Regions from separate parts of the Sus scrofa genome. Here region 1 is linked to region 2. A link is a contact called in public HiChIP or PLAC-seq data. All regions are on one chromosome and are shown on one strand. Each heading gives the region's core, a stretch centred on a gene start, on an enhancer-like site or on the middle of the called end of the contact. The rest is flanking DNA. Distances are from core to core; before and after follow the strand shown.

Region 1 (4,393 bases), core at 536-3,035, 270 kb after region 2:
TTTCTTTAAATTCTGCAAACTGAATTCAGAAGGATATGTACCATGTTCTTTAAAACTAGTAGTTCTTACACTTTAGTGTGAAGAATCACTTGTGAAGCCTGTTAAACTACAGATGCCGCAACCTGTTCCAGACCTAAAACTGCATTTATAACAAACCCTTAAGAGGAATTCTGAGGCAGGTGGCTCACAGTCCTTAGGGTACTTTACTCACTACACTCAACCGTTTCATTCCATACCTCTTAGATCAAACTGCTAGCTAGCAGTGCTTCAGAAGTTACACAGTGTTTTAAAGATATGGTCATAAACACAAATCAACACTAAAAGGGGAGGTGGGGAGCAGACCTCAAAGCATGATGTTGGCAGGAAAGTAACTGGCATATGCTCGTTGCTTTTGAAATGGTATCTTAAGCTACATTATGGATAAAATTTTAGGTTTAGACCTCTTATTTTAGAAGCAGAATGACGTTACAGCATTGACTTACAACTAGGACAGATAATTTGAGGATTCAAATAACCATCTGGGAAATTTTCTGTTGGAAAAAAAGTTGACATTTATACCCTGCCTTGTTCCAAAAAAATTTAAAGCCACAGAACAGCTGTTTTGTGAACTGAAACTGATTAAAATTCAAAAGCTTTATTGTACTAATTGTTTCTCTACCAACAGTTAGAAACACTAAGTATTTCGTTACCAACACTCTCAAAATAGACGTTTTCAAGTGTAGGCAGATTAAACTATTAAAAAAAGGGAAATGATCATTTCAAGACCAGAGTATAAATCATCTAACTGGAAAATCAATTCAAAAGCATACGAATTTCTGTACCTACGTAAAAAGTTAAAACTAGATGCTATCCACTTTACATTTATTAAGCACCAAGATTTTTTTTCAGAAATGGTAGTTACTCTCAGAAAACATGGGGCAACTCAAACTGTGAGAGAGGTAAAAACCACTCTCTTAGGAGTATTTCTTTAAAATGGGTAGACAGTAGGCACAATTAAATAAAAAGTCTTCGTTTTTAGAGAGACAGAGACAAGACCACCTCAGTTGCTAAACAAACCCACCAAAAAACTGTGGACATCCTGGTTCTGATGGATCCGGCTCTGCCCAGTGACAACCCCAGGTGTGTCAATCACTAAATTTACAAATCCCAAATCCAGAGTTTCGAAACTGATGCAGCACACAATCTACACGAGCTTCGTGGAAGCTCCGGTAGAGCTCCTATGTCACTGGAGGTCTAAGCCAGCTGTCCGGATCATTCCCATGAAGCCAATTCCTCACTCGTGACGAGTCGTGTAAAGTTTGTGAAGTGAGGAGAGGTGTAGGCAGGGTGACCGCCCCTTCTTTTCCTCCCCTCTCACGCTCCCCTAAACACTTGCTCCGGCCCAGGCCAACCCAAGCCCCAGAAATGACAGCAAGTGACGAGCAAATGCGAGCTGTGACCAGAGAGAGTGGAGTCTCCAGCCGGAGCCCCCACGGCCCTGCCCCGGGATGGAGGCCGGGGGGCGGTGGCTCCTGGCCTCCAGTCCGAGGGGGCGGATACTGACCCGAAGACACCGAGGCCGAACCCAGCAGCACCACACACAGCAGCAGCGTCAGCCTGACCCCGACCCGCATCCTGCTCTCAGGGCCGCTGCACCCCCTGGAGCTGTCGCTTTCTGCCTCAGCCACCACCGACTCAGCCGCCGCCGCCGCCTCGCCGCTGTTCTTCCTGCTCTGGCCTCCTTCCTCCGCCCCTTCCCAGGCCTCCCTTCCCCAGCTCGCAGCCAATCTCCGCCCGCCGCCGCGGGCTCCTCGCCCAATCGCCGCGACCTTCCCGCCCACCTTATTGCCCCGCCTCCGGGGTCAGGCATTGGCCAATCATTATGCGAGCCCCTCACACCGGCTTTTCCGATTGGACCACGGTCTCACCGACATGGCCCCAGCTAATTGGTAGCTCCTGTGTCCTACCCTCCCGGAATCCGAGCAGGAGTCCAGGGTTGGGAAAAAATCGTCACTCAGGACTGCAATTCCCACAATGCACTTCATGGGCCTCTCTCGGTGTGTTCTCTTGGGAATCGTAGTCCATGGTGGGGGGGGGGGCAATGTTTAAAAGCGCTGGTGGCTCTTCAAGTTAAGAAAACTTAAACACTTGGGCTAGACACTAACTCAAGGCCGTGAACTCGCAGTTTTTTTGTTTTTGAGCCAAATAAATATAATGAAACACATTATAAGGTTAAGAGTTTGTAATGTATTCAGCTTTTCTTCCCCTTTGTTTTATTTAGAAAATTTGTATTGGATATAGATATCAGTACTGAGGAAAAATACAACAACAAGACTGAATTCGAGGTATTTTTTATCGTAAACGAAAACAATACCAGGATGGAACTCACTTGGTTTTCCTTTTCCCTAAACAAAAGGAAATAAACCCCACCTCGTACAGACCTTGTCAATGCTAGTATTCATTTTAACGGAGGGCTACCAGATAATAAGTGCCTGCGAAAAAGAGGCCAAAAGTCTTTACAAAACCCTTTCAAACGCCTGTACGCATTCCTTTTCTCTTGCATTCCGAGTTACATTGCTCCCTTCCTCATTGACTACCTAGATCCTACATTGACTACCTAGATCCTACATTGACTAGGTTCAGAAGTCTAGATTGATGTATTTGGAGATAAAGGTGACAGCGATTGCAGTGCAGGAGTGGAAATAGTCTTGTGTTATCAAGTACCAACTCCAGGCATGCTCCCACTATGTAATAGGGCAGTGGCTTGGTATTCCTGACCCTTCCTCAATTTGTGTCATTTTGCTTTGCTTAGTATCCAGCCACAGTCAGCTCTTAGATCTGGAACCTAGACAGCCTGAGTTCAGGGTTTTGGAGAAGTCCACACTGGCCAACATGTCTTGATACCCAACCTTATTTCATAGAAGAGGATTAAAAAAAACTATTACTCAACATTCACAATGGAGGAGATGAAGGAAAAATATTGTCCCGTGAAGAAGTGTGCTCTTTTTCACTACTATCTCTTTGGCACTCATCTCTCTTTCTATCACTAACACTGCTTCCTAAGAGGTCCTCTGGTTTTAAATCATAGAGTAAACTCTGGTATATTATGTGACCATTTTCCTCTTTCTCACGAAAACGTCCCTGCTGGCTCTAATTTTCCCTTAGTTGCCTGGTGTGCCCAAGTTCTAGCCATATTCACCCAAACCATTCTTTCTTCATTCTAACCTAAATCGTGCGCTGTGGCCACATTAACTTTCCTTAAACACTGCTTTCATATTCTTGTTCAAAAAATTTTAATGGCCACCTTTGCCACAGAATCAAAAAATACTAGGGCTTATATTGACAAAACAGAAACTTGTGCTGACAGTTCTACTTTCTTGGGGCAGTACTGGGGAAGAAACTTCTGCCTTCCACAGAAAAAGGCCTTCTGCCTTTTTTTTTTTTTTTTTTTTTCAGGCATACGGACATTCCCAGGCCAGGAATTGAACCCAAGTCATGGTTTCCACTGAGCCGTAATGGGAACTCCCAAAACAGTGATTATTTGATTGATAAGATTGGGAAATTTCACTGCTTGGTTAAGACCCAACTTTTTTTTTCATCTTTTTCTTTACTGAGTCCTTCTTATCCTTAAAGTCCTGTGCTTCAGAAGTTCCCTTGTGGCACAACAGAAAAGAATCTGACTGGTATCCATGAGGACGTGGGTTTGATCCCTGGCCTTGCTCAGTGTGTTAAGGATTCAGCATTGCTGTGAGCTGTGGTGTAGGTCGCAGATATGGCTTGGATCCGGTGTTGCTGTGGCTGTGATATAGGCTGGCAGCTGTAGCTCCAATTTGACCCCTAGCCTGGGAACTTCCACATGTCTCCGGTGCAGCCTTAAAAAAAAAAAAAAATCCTGTACTACAAAGACTAATGTCTAACTTCTCTTTTACTGTTTTCCAGATTTGCAAATTAACGCTCACTTGCCTTTTCAGAGGCTCCCTTATCCTCTCCCCACTGCCCTTGCTCCTTCTTCTTAGCTACAACCCTGTCATCTTTCCAATTTTACTTGCATTTCATCTTGGCTGAGCCTTCTCTGCTCAGGCCAGTCCTTATTAATCCTCATTTCTACAAGTGTTTAGAGAACAGTCACAAACTTGCTTTCTAAATGGATTGTAGCTTGCTGAGGCCAAAGGCAATTATATAATTCAGTGTATAAGTATATAGCATTGGACTTGTCACCTACCAGCACTAGATAGCTATTTGTTGATTAATAGTTACACCTTACCTATAACATGTTTTGACAATATTTTCAAAGCACGTGCTGTCTACCATAGTTTAATTTTAAAATACCTACCACAGTTTTATCTTACAGAAAAATATTAAGGAGCACTTGAACCCTGATTATACACGAATTTTACTTCTCTCCTCTTCACTT
Region 2 (4,132 bases), core at 1-2,500:
AAGAAAAAAGGGACAAACGGTGAGAAGTAGGCAAATTTCGAGGCGAAAGTGGGGGCACTTTGACCACTGTAAGCTTTGTTTGTTTTGGTGTTTTTGCTAGTCGAAGATACGATGGGGGGGGTTGCTTCCCCTTCGCCATTTTACCGATTCGGAAGGAACCGAGATAAGTGCTTTTCAACCTTCGTCCTTTTTTTTTTTTTTTTTTCTTAAACGTAAAATGGCCCCAGTGAAGCCTCCTAAGCACAACCCGCCACAACACCCAAAGTAACCCCCAAGTAGCCATTAGCCTTCCACTGCGTTAAAGTGGATCGCGGTGGGTCTTGGGGATTCGCCCAGTTCCCAAGACACGGTTTTTGTTTTGAGGCTGCTCGGAGAGCCCTTCTCCAGCCAGCGCGGCAGGACCCGCTTCGGGGAGGAAGCGGAGGCTCCCCTCCCGCCCTCCCTCCTGGCGGATGGGGTCTGGGGCCAGGGCCGCGCGCTCATCCCGGCCTCAACCGCCTCAGCGGCCCGGACCGCCCCGCGGCAGTTCCAGGCCCCGCCGGCACCCCCGCCCTCCCTGCCGCCGCGGCCCCGAGCCCTCGGCACCCCCCCGCGCCCGCCGCCCCGCGCCCCGGCCCGCTCCGCCCGAGGCGGGAAGCGGCGGCGGCAGCGGCGGCAGCCGCGCGGGCAGCTGAGAGTTGAGGCCGGGAGTCGCCGCCGTCCCCGCCCCCGCCCGGTCCGGCCGTTGCTGCCGCCTGAACGAAGCCCCCGCCGGCCACCGAACCACGTCCTTACCACGGTGTTTGTATTTGCCGAGTTCGCCATTTCCACACACAACACAAACAAGAGGGGGGCAAGCCCCGAGAAAACAAGATAAAAACAAAACGAAAAAAAAAAAAAAAAACACCCAGAGGGTGACCCAAGCCACCGCAAAATTGGGGGGGGAATTTTAAACAAAATCGGATCCTGCTGGATTAGAGGGGATCGGCGAGGGGAGGAAGAGGAGGGGGCAGTCCTCCCGGAGCTAAAAACTCGAGGATCGCCCTTAAAAAAAAAAAGGGCACGACCCTTCTGGGGTTTGGGGGGCGTTGCCCGCTCCCCACCCCGCGCCAAGGAGGGAAACCACCACTGGTCGCCGCTCCCCGCGCCGCCGCTGCCGCCACCGGCTGCAGCTCCAGCCGTCCGGTCCGCCCGCTTCTCCCTTTATATAGTGAGCCAACGAGCTGCGCGAGCCGCCGCTGCCGCCGCTGCCGCCGAGAGACAGGGCGGAGGGGGAGGGAGGGGCGGAAAGGGCGGGGGCAGAGGTGGGCGGGGCTGAGCGCAAGACACCGCGAGAGCCGCGTGCGCAGGCGCGCCGGGGCGGAGGCCGCCGCGAGCCGCGTCGTCACGCTCAGGGGAGGGTGTTGTGTGGGCGGGACCCGGGGACTTAAGTAGGGAAGTCCGACCGCGGTCTCCCCAAATGTCGCGTGATCACGTGGTCGGCAACCAGGCGGAAGTCTCCGGCTGCTGTTTTGGGATGAAGAACTTGCAAAGCTCTGTTGGAGAAAAGCGTGAGTTGTGGCGACGCTCGAGTCGAAACCTAGCTGATTCCGCCTCCTGTCGGGAGATTCTGAGCTGTCCCACGCTGGAGGGGCTAGGAAATGTAGGAGCTCTGGCGGCTGCCCCGCTAGGCATGGCTGTGGAAAAGGGCGGGTCACGTGGCCCGGCTTCCGGCAAAAGTTTTAAGTGCGGAGTCATCTCCGAGCGTGAGCTAAGGTCAGACTCCTAGTTGCTGAAGCGTTAGCACGCCTTGCTGAGGGTGGGCCTTTCGCTTGCAAAATTGTGTATGAGTTCCTGAAAGGGAACTGATTTGGTTCCCCTCTTACTACATTCAACAATTATTACATATTATTACATTCCACAATTAATAATCCCTGAAGCCAGCAGAGTTGTCTGTCTCCATCAGTACAACTACAAAGTCTCTTTAAATTTCCGTTCCCCAGAGTCCCGGCCTCTCCAAGCCCACTTACTTCAAATAACTTCTCAAGGTGGTAGAAATGTTAAAACTAACCCCCCAAAAAAGGTCACCACCTGGATTATGACCGCACAACTTTTCCTGGTTTTTTTTTTTTTTAAATGTTGCAAAAATTCAGTGATTCCATATGTTCAGCACGTGCTAACATCTTGAATACTTGCCCTTGACCCATCAACTCTCATGGCTGCAAGAGAGCAGGTAGAAAATGGCCATGTATTCAAGGGCAACTCAGTAGGCGTTTGACCTGCTCTGCCCAAGCTAATCCCGCCTTTATATCAGCATTTCACGCAAAACGGAATACTCTGTTTAGAAGACAGAACTCAACAGTTCCTAATTTTCTTGTCCCTAGGAATTGCGAGTGACATGGAATGCAGTCTGGACAAGTGAGGGAGTTGATCCTCAAAAAGCAAAGCAAAACAAAATGTCAAACTTATGCTCCTGAAAGAAGATTTGAGAAAGATCAGTTGCTTTTCAGTTCCCTGCACAGTGGCCTCTTTGGGAACACTGAAAGAGATAAGACCATAGGAAATCATATTGTCCTATACTATTATATAAAATTATGATTCCATCACCATTTGTAATTCATGTAATATTCAAGTGACCATTGGCCCGAAAAGTTAAATTAACCCATGTCTTTAATTTCTTACCATTTTAAGAGGACTTTTTACCTCCTTATTTAAGTAGTACTGTTTGTACATGGAATCCCTCACCTTTCACCTCTTTTTCTTCCCTATCACTTAGTATTCTTAACTAAATTGATCAAGTGTTTTGACATCAGTTAAAACTAGGATCACTGCAAACAGGACATGGGGTAGAATATATGAGATTTACTTCCCTCAGAAATATTCCTAAAGAGAATAAGGACAGGTATTCTCTGATTGGGTCTGACCTATGAAATAATTGAATATAGTTCTTGAATTTAAAAGGGGAAAAAACCTATTTATGACCTCCATTTAAGACCTTCAGACTCCTTGGAGGCTCTGCATCAGCTTCTCTTTACACACTCTAATTTGCAACAATACCTTGATTAAAGTTTTCCCAAATGTCTTCTCTTCACCCCACAGTATGACTACCAAGTAAACCATCATGGATTACATTCCAGTTTATTGTTTTACAATCTTCATTTAGCTATAGGATTTCTTCAGTTGGGATACGTTTGTGTCAGCCAGTTTAGTTTCAGAAAAAGACATTTTCTGATCTTTCACCAAAATGGTGGGTCTGAATAATTTGGAGGCTAAAGTTCATGAATTCACAAAACTGAACATTTGTGAACAGAAAACTCTTCCCATTTAAGATTGACTGTAGCATTGCACTAAATTGTTTGTATGTGAACTTTTTCTTCATTGTACCTGAAAGCTTAAATAACTGTTCTCATTTTAGCAGTTCCTTACGTGAAACATTTATACTGGCTTTTCAGTTTGTGAACTTGTACTTTGTAGTATCATGTACTTAGTTACATAATAGTGCTCTCTTCTAGATGAATCTTTTTTTTTAAATGTTTTATATTGGAGGATATAAAGTCACTTCTTTTAATATTAATATTCTGTTTTACACCTGATAACTGCCAAACAAAAGAAAAGGAAAAACTCAATGCATAAATTTTAATATACCATAAGCAAAATGACACCAAACCTTAATATGTCTAAACAGTTAAATGTTTTACTGTCCAAATGACTATTTAAGCAACAATGCCAAGAGAGAGGAAAATCTAAAGAGACTATTCATGGAAATTGGCTTAAATTAAAATAATAAATGACTAAATAAAGCAAATGATGTGGCATATTTAGGCATCATACAGCCCTTATAGGTTCAGTAGTATTGGGTTCTTTTGGAGAATACAGAAATTGAGAAGAAAGAGCATATCTCAAACTTGCTAATCCTAGTGAAAGCCTTATTGTGAAGTATACTACATAATTACAGCATTCTTTCAAGATATTAAAAACACATGTATTTCAGTCCAACCAAATGAAGTTATATTCGGGTTCACCTAATTTTGATTTGAAGTATAGTTGATTCACAATATTTTGTCAGTTTCAGGCCTACTGCCAAGTGATTGTTAATTTTTTTTCAGATTATTTTCCATTATAGGTTATTACAAGATACTGAATATAGTTTCCTGTGCAATTAGTAAATCCTTGT

Evidence for each region. HiChIP or PLAC-seq counts read pairs in DNA pulled down with a chosen protein or histone mark.
Region 1: an H3K27ac HiChIP or PLAC-seq map of alveolar macrophages shows a contact between it and region 2. The contact joins the promoter of SEL1L here to the promoter of GTF2A1 in region 2. A contact is called at or near these places in 2 of 5 promoter capture datasets (fetal liver and liver), 6 of 47 Hi-C or Micro-C datasets (alveolar macrophages, blood, heart right ventricle and 2 more) and 2 of 2 datasets of contacts at active chromatin or transcription factors (alveolar macrophages and skeletal muscle).

What each region holds. Positions count from the first base shown.
Region 1 is chr7:104,281,465-104,285,857 of Sscrofa11.1, forward strand. It overlaps SEL1L (protein sel-1 homolog 1), which reads right to left and starts at 1,786. Exons shown (of 21, transcript XM_021099584.1): 1 at 1,544-1,786. The coding sequence starts at 1,613.
Region 2 is chr7:104,008,068-104,012,199 of Sscrofa11.1, forward strand. It overlaps GTF2A1 (transcription initiation factor IIA subunit 1), which reads right to left and starts at 1,251. Exons shown (of 9, transcript XM_021099583.1): 1 at 775-1,251. The coding sequence starts at 804. The region is part of intron 1 of LOC110261640 (a long non-coding RNA gene); the gene reads left to right.